Regions from separate parts of the Zea mays genome. Here region 1 is linked to region 2. The links are chromatin contacts, called in public Hi-C maps. All regions are on one chromosome and are shown on one strand. Each heading gives the region's core, a stretch centred on a gene start, on an enhancer-like site or on the middle of the called end of the contact. The rest is flanking DNA. Distances are from core to core; before and after follow the strand shown. Region 1 holds the start of LOC100281654 (flavonoid 3-monooxygenase). Region 2 holds the start of LOC100281999.

Evidence for each region. Hi-C and Micro-C count contacts between places; a contact is called where the count stands out from the background.
Region 1: a contact with region 2 is called in a Hi-C map of ear, with 2.1 times the contacts expected there. The contact joins the promoter of LOC100281654 here to the promoter of LOC100281999 in region 2. A contact is called at or near these places in 3 of 25 Hi-C or Micro-C datasets (ear, leaf mesophyll and tassel) and 1 of 3 datasets of contacts at active chromatin or transcription factors (leaf).

Annotation. Positions count from the first base shown.
Region 1 is chr1:62,896,219-62,899,785 of Zm-B73-REFERENCE-NAM-5.0, reverse strand. It overlaps LOC100281654 (flavonoid 3-monooxygenase), which reads right to left and starts at 1,959. Exons shown (of 2, transcript NM_001154573.2): 1 at 877-1,959; 2 at 1-754. The coding sequence starts at 1,821. The coding sequence ends at 122.
Region 2 is chr1:62,661,369-62,664,843 of Zm-B73-REFERENCE-NAM-5.0, reverse strand. LOC100281999 reads right to left here and starts at 2,072. Exons shown (of 3, transcript NM_001154914.1): 1 at 1,867-2,072; 2 at 1-50. The coding sequence starts at 1,964. It overlaps LOC103635193 (probable low-specificity L-threonine aldolase 2), which reads right to left. Exons shown (of 11, transcript XM_035963849.1): 11 at 2,436-2,764. The coding sequence ends at 2,713.

The DNA.
Region 1 (3,567 bases), core at 710-3,209, 240 kb before region 2:
GCTTTCACGTGCAATGCTTTATTCAGATGATATAAAGACCCAGGATACGATGTTCTAAACGACTAAACCACTTAATTACTAAGAGAAAAATATTAGGCAGAGCAAGATAGGCTTGCATGCATCACAGGACAGCATACAGGCGAGCAGGAAGCTTGGGCTCAGCGACGGCCTGGAGCGGAACCAAGCGCGGCACGGTGAGCCCGAACGTTTCTTCCATGCCCAGCTCCTCGGCCGCCACGCCGTCGGGGAGCCGCCAAGCGAAGGCGTGCAGCAGGTTGCCCAGGATCGTAGGCACCATCCTGAGGGCGAGGCCCATGCCGGGGCACATGCGGCGGCCGGACCCGAACGGCAGCAGCTCGAAGTGCTGCCCTTTGACGTCCACGCCGCTTCCGGCGAACCGCTCCGGCCGGAACTCCAGGGGAGCTTCCCACACCGCCGGGTCACGGCCGATGGCCCAGGCGTTGACGAAGACGCGCGCGCCCGCCGGGATGTCGTAGCCGCCCACGGACACGTCCTCCCGACACAGCCGCGGAGTCAGGAGCGGCGCGACTGGGTGCAGGCGCAAGGTCTCCTTCACGACGGCGTCGAGGTACGGGAGGCTTGGGATGTCCCCCTCTGCCACAAGACGGTTGCGGCCGACGACACGGTCCAGCTCCTCGGTGGCCTTGGCGAGGACCTCTGGGTTCCTCAGGAGCTCTGACATGGCCCACTCCACAGTCACCGCCGAGGTGTCGGTGCCGCCGCCCATCAGGTCCTGGGGTGCAGGACGACCACTCCATCATTAGTCTACTTTTGTGCTTGGCTGAACTCTGAAGTTTAAATCTAATTAACCTAAGTTAAAATATGCTACGCATGATGTGGATTAGTAACGCTTACTAGAGTGAACCCCTTCACATTATCCCGCGTGATGGGGACCTCGAGCTGGCTGGGGTCGTCAGCGAGCTCCAAGAGCACGTCCATCATGTCCATGGCGACGAAATCCTCTCCTTCTCGGCGCCGCCGCTCGTTGTGCTCGTCCACCACGTGCTCCAGGAACCGGTCCAGCATCTTGGCCGACCTCTTCATCCTCTTGACGTACCCTTGCGGGTCCAGGGGGCTGAGCCACGGGATCATGTCCGCGACGTTGAGCACGCCGTTGAGAAAGAAGTGCTCGTCGATCAGCCACCTGAACTCCTCGGGCGTCGCCGGCGAGCTAGACCCCTCGACGACGTACTTCTTGCCCAGCAGCATGCGCGAGACGACGCTGAGGTTCACCATGTAGAGGTGCTCCCTGAGCGTCACCGCGTCGTGGCCGCCGGCCGGCGCCGACGCCGCCGCACGCAGGTCGCTCAGCATGGCGCGCACCTCGTCGCTGCGGACGTGCTCGAGCGACATGAGCCGCCTCGCGCTGAAGAGCTCGGCCTGGCAAAGCCTGCGCGCCTGACGCCAGTACGCGCCGTAGGGCTGGTAGAAGAGGCCAGCGCAGTTGTAGGTGGTGTACCTGCCGGCCGCCGTCTGAGGACGGTCGATGAAGGCCAGGTCGTGGGTCTTGAGGATGAGCCTCGCCGTGTCGATCGACGACGCGACGACGACGGGAAAGGAGCCGAACCGCAGGGACATGAGCGGGCCGTACCTCTTGGAGAGCTCGTGGACGGAGTGGTGAGGCAGCGGGCCGATCAGGTTCAGGTTGCCGATCACCGGCCACGGCCGCGGGCCTGGTGGGAGCCTGTACTTGCGCGTCGAGCGCGCGCGGAGCCGGAGAACGGTTACGAGGAAGAGAGTGGCGCCAGCCACTACGGCGACGAGGAAGAAGGATGCGGAGGACGGTGCTGGTAGCTCCATGGGGACTTGGGAGTTGGGACGTACCAGTAGGGGTGTGCGACGAGCCCTTTTTTTTGATACTAGTCCCCTTTCTCGCTTGTTCCGTTAGGTCAATCCAGAAAAGGATTAGAAGGAATATTTATCTAGATTGTTATAACCGAACACGCCCTCCGTGGGTCTGTAGGGAGCTATTCAGCCCAAATGCTCGGCTCCGAACGGTCCTTAACGAGCGGATGTGTAGGAGCGCTTGAGCCATTCGATACCCAGGCAGGGTGCCGAGCTGAAGCCCGACGCGTGGGTGCAGCGGCTTCGTGTTACAGCACCGATGCAGTAATTTTTTTTCTTCATTCAGTAGATCCACAATCATGTAGTGTCGTCCCTACGCCCAATAAATGTATAACTGTATAGTCAGTCATTCGCAAGCAAGAGACCCACTAGACTAGCTGGTCCCCGTTAGCTCCTCTATCTCATCTTCAATCACATCTTTTATTTTAAACTTCAATCGATAAATTGTGTTGTCAGAACTGCAAAATAGTGTTTTGAACCTCCATATGCACAGCCTGCCGATGACAGCATAAGGTCTACTTGTCAATAGTCGTTGTCCATATTTAATATTAATGTTGGTGCACACTAAACACTAGGGATATATCGACTAGTGGTGCCCTCTGCGGCGGCACGAACGGTTCGCGACATCGCTTCAAGAGCGACTCCTTCCCCGCATCGCTTTGGACGGTCCACACTATGGACCAGATGGTCCATGATGGCTCAAGGTCCTCTTCCTCCTTGCATGAACCCAGATCATGCCCCATAGGGAGAGACCTTAGGGTGCTCCGGTCAGCAGGCCACCCGGAGGGTAAGATCCAAGTATCGTCTTGAATCGGCAGGCCACACAAGACGGATATCGACGTAGAGTCAAATAGGGGTGGTCGGGTGGAGGTGGATATGCGGAAAGCTACAACTAAAGCTATGCTATATCTATACTACTCTATTAAGAACCTAATGTGGCCACCTCGTGCTACCATGACTTCACTCTCCGCGCTGACACTCCGGGTCCGACCACCACACCGCACAAAAAATAGTGCAGAGCTGAAAGAGAAATGTGCCCTTAGGCCATTTCTAGTTGTTTTGGTGATCAAATGTTCAACATATTACTAAGAACTAATACTACTCCTATGAGCACGGACACATGTGTTTAGAAAGCAAATTAAAACAAAGGTATGTTTCTAGCACTTAATCATTTATTTTATGTGCTAACAATGTTCATCTAAATGCTAGAAAACTTCTCAAGTCAAGCAAAAATATAGTGGAGAAGGTTGGCTAAATATGGCCAAACTTGGGCCAGTCTTGACCTCACCGGACAGTCACACGAGACATGCTCGGGCAAGTCGTGATTGCGCTTAGGCGAACCGTGACTGTCTCCCATCTGAGGATGGCCTTGGGCGTGCCGGGGCTGTGTCTTCCGCCGAGGTTTGTCTCGAGCGAGTCGTGACTGCCTCGGGCGTGTCGTGGCAACGGACAAGCTGTGGCCTCGGACAAGCTGCTACCTCGGGCGCGTTGCTTCCTCGGGCGGGTTGTGGCCTCGGGTGAGTCGTGTCCTGTGTGCCATGCAACCGAAGGCGCACAACGGTCGGCTCGGCTGATGAAGGAAACATATCACTGATTGTCAATATGGTGCACTCGCAAAAAGGGAAGGCTGGGAGCTTCCAACTGAATCTCTCACAGCTTATAGGTCACTTGAGGCTATGAAAGAACCCCCTAGGCACATTG
Region 2 (3,475 bases), core at 823-3,322:
TATAAACCCCGTCGCCGTAGAATTTGTTGTACTCTCCTGTCCCGGGTAACCTGGACATCAATGTGAGCCTAGCTTGAGAACAGGTGTTTCATTACTATGGGGTCATTTACATGCCGAGTGACAGGTACGATGGTATTTTCCTGGGGCAAGGTCCAAAGCCTCCAAGGTAACAGAAAAGCACGGTACTGGAATTGCCAGTATATGATTTCTTTCCTTCCAACACCTTATTAAGGGTTTGTTCGGTTCTACCCCAATCCGTATGGATTAAGGGGGTTTTAATCCCTAGTAAGTCAAAATCTCTCTCAATTCGTATCAATTCCCTCCAATTCATATGGATTGAAAATAACCGAACAAGCCCTAACTGGGAATCCATGACTGAACATAGCCTGAAGAGCTTGATAAAGCATTCACAGTTACACACACATGTAACTGCTCCACTCTTCTAATAGAGGTTAAGGTTACAGCTCACAAATCAGCATCACCATTCGAAATTTGTAAATTTGCATGTATAGGCGGTAATTACTAACGACTGTTCAAAATTGTGCTATAATTTTACCCACAAGATATTCCAATGATAGTCAACTGACACTTGGATCAACAGTGTTTTACTTCCAATCAGTATTTCAAATCACAGGCTATGACATCTGGCTACCTGCCTCCTCAAACAGCTAATCGCCAGATATATCTGGCTTTAGCAGCTAAATTGTACATGGGGAGCAAATAGCTAAATCCTCCTCAAACACCTAGATCCGGAGATGAAATCCGTGCATCCAACACAACATATATATAGTGGATCCACAGGAAGAGGAACAATTTTGAACCTGTTATGATGTACGGCTAATCAGCAGTACTCTTCCAGCAGAACATAATGTTTCATGCTCTCAGCAGATCATATGTATTCCCTCCATTTTTAATTGTAAGTCACTGTTATGCACCCAGATGTAAGCGCTATCTAGGAAATTCAAAACAGAGCTGAAGTTCATAATGGAGGGAGTATTTTAGTTTGGCCACTGCAATTGCTCAACTCACGTGTCAACAGAGCAGAAACAGTTGTTGCTACTTCTCTATTTTTGTTTGGGCAGAACATAAGTCCATGTGTTTCTCTTAAACCAAGAGGCCAGTCGTGTTAAGAAAATGAGAAATCGAACTATAAGGATATGTCTGCACTCAGATGCAGACGTAAACCGTCACTACAAAGATGTCGGCATTTTTTTTTGGGAACGTATCCTGTGCTCATGGAGCACTTGTGCTCATATGAACACTTTCTAGTGCCTTCATTTCTCATCCAGGGGGTGAGGGCAGCAGTGGCACACATAAGAGACAGGCGGCGCGGCGCAACAAGGGTGACACATAGAAGAAACTAAGAAATGTCTATTCACACTTGGATGAGAAACGAAGGCACCAGATTTAAAGTGCTCATATGAGCACAAGAGCTCCATGAGCACATGATACGTTCCCTTTTTTTTACTCTCTAAATTCATTTTATATCAGAAGTCAACCTGAAGAAGTGGTCTTGCAAAACAAAACCGAAACTGGAATAGTTTGAGGTGGGGACTTGTGCAACCCTCGATGAACTAGACGAACGATAACTTCAACACGAGCTAGAATTCCTCCGTCGGCAACTCCAGGAAGGGTTCAAATTTCAGTAATTTCAACCAAGGAGTGGCCATGGCCCCTGACATCGAAGTCAACGGCCACTAGTATCAGACAGCGGACATACGAAGAGAATCCGATCGGATTGAATCGATCCATGGACACGGGAAGTAGATCAGAGGAACAACAGCAACCTCAGCCAAATATGAATCGTCAGACTCACAGTGGCAGTCGCTTAGGGGGGGAAGAGAGGAGAGAAGGTAGAGTACTAACTCGGTGCCCTTGAGGCGGAGGATGCGGAACTGCTCAGGGGAGAGTACGACGCGCCACTCCTCCTCGCTCCTCTGCTTGTTGTTGTTCCCCGACGCCATTGCCGCGGCCGGAAGGAAGAGAAAGCACCGGGCCCGCAAACGCCAGGACAGCAGAGGAGGATATGTACGAGTACGAATGACTATGATGCAGGCACCGAGGCACGTAGTAACGGCAGACACACTTTCTTTTTGTCACTAACTAGAACATGGGGCGCCCTTTCGGGCGCCTTATCAGGCAGTAAGTAACACCTAATTATACGACAATAGTCACATACACATAAGATATATTGAATAGTATATAGAATATAATAAGACATACAGTAAACCATTGTATACAATCAGGTTACATAAATGGTAGGCGGATCATAATCCAACCATCAAGACTTCTGTCTAAGCTACACTAAGCGCTTGGTGTTCATGACTGATAGAACACCACTGCTGCCATTTTTTGAGACAACAGATGCAAAAGCAGCATACAAACATAATTCATTTAGAACTAGGTCATTGCCCGTGCGATGCGACGGCACACAATCACAACAATAGAGAGCTATATTTTTAGAAACCGCAAGAAAACATTTAGTCTTTCGTGGTCACGGCATACAAAATCGAGATGGAAATGAAAAAACAATGTGAGTTTCAACTACAAAACAAACATCAAGAATAAAGGACAGTAATTATAACACTATATACAATAGTTAACAACACACGTTTGTCGAGCGAGCGTATGCGCGGAGCTAGCACTCTTCTAGCAGGCGCATCCACTCCCTGCCTGCTGTTGCTAGTTGGATTGGTCGGTCCTCCTACTTCATTAAGAGCATCTCCGTTCCCAATAGGGCCACGACGATCTTGCGAAATAGCGACTGTAGCAACACAAATGAGAAAAGAATCGATGAGATGCAGTGTGCGCAACAGTATGCGCAACACGGTACATCAAAGAGTCTAAGTGTCTATATAGTTGCCTAATTGGAGAATACATTATGCATCAATAAAAAATAAATAGATATAAACTTCAAGATTTTTAGTTGTTTAACTTGTATTACCTAAAGTGTGGCATTTAGATAACGTACCTCACTGTATCAGCCCAGTTACCAAAAGGGTGGTGCATTAGAGTGCTCATATTCTTGTCACCCTTGCACGTTGCAAATACACGTGTGTTGGGCCATTCATTGTAGCCATGACTTTTGATTATTGTGTCTGCTTTAAAGTGTTACTCTGGTTTGGGCCTTTTGGCATCTGTGATTACCATATATATTATTTTATTTCTCATATTGCAAGGCACACAACAAAAGGAAGGGAATGCACCAAGTCATGGCAGATCAGTGCATATAAACTTTTTGCGTACCTCGACACATGTCAATGCATATTGAACATCACTGTCTAAAATCTGGTAATGGATGACGAACCTGACACTGCATGATACGAAGCACAAAACTCAATGTGGATAGCTAACCTTGGATGTGCCCATCATTAAAGATACTACTGCAGGTGTTTAGATTAAGGTTCTGACTTGCTAACTGATCATAGAGTTTCTGTAAAAATAGGGACCACGACCCTTCTTATTCTTTTAATGA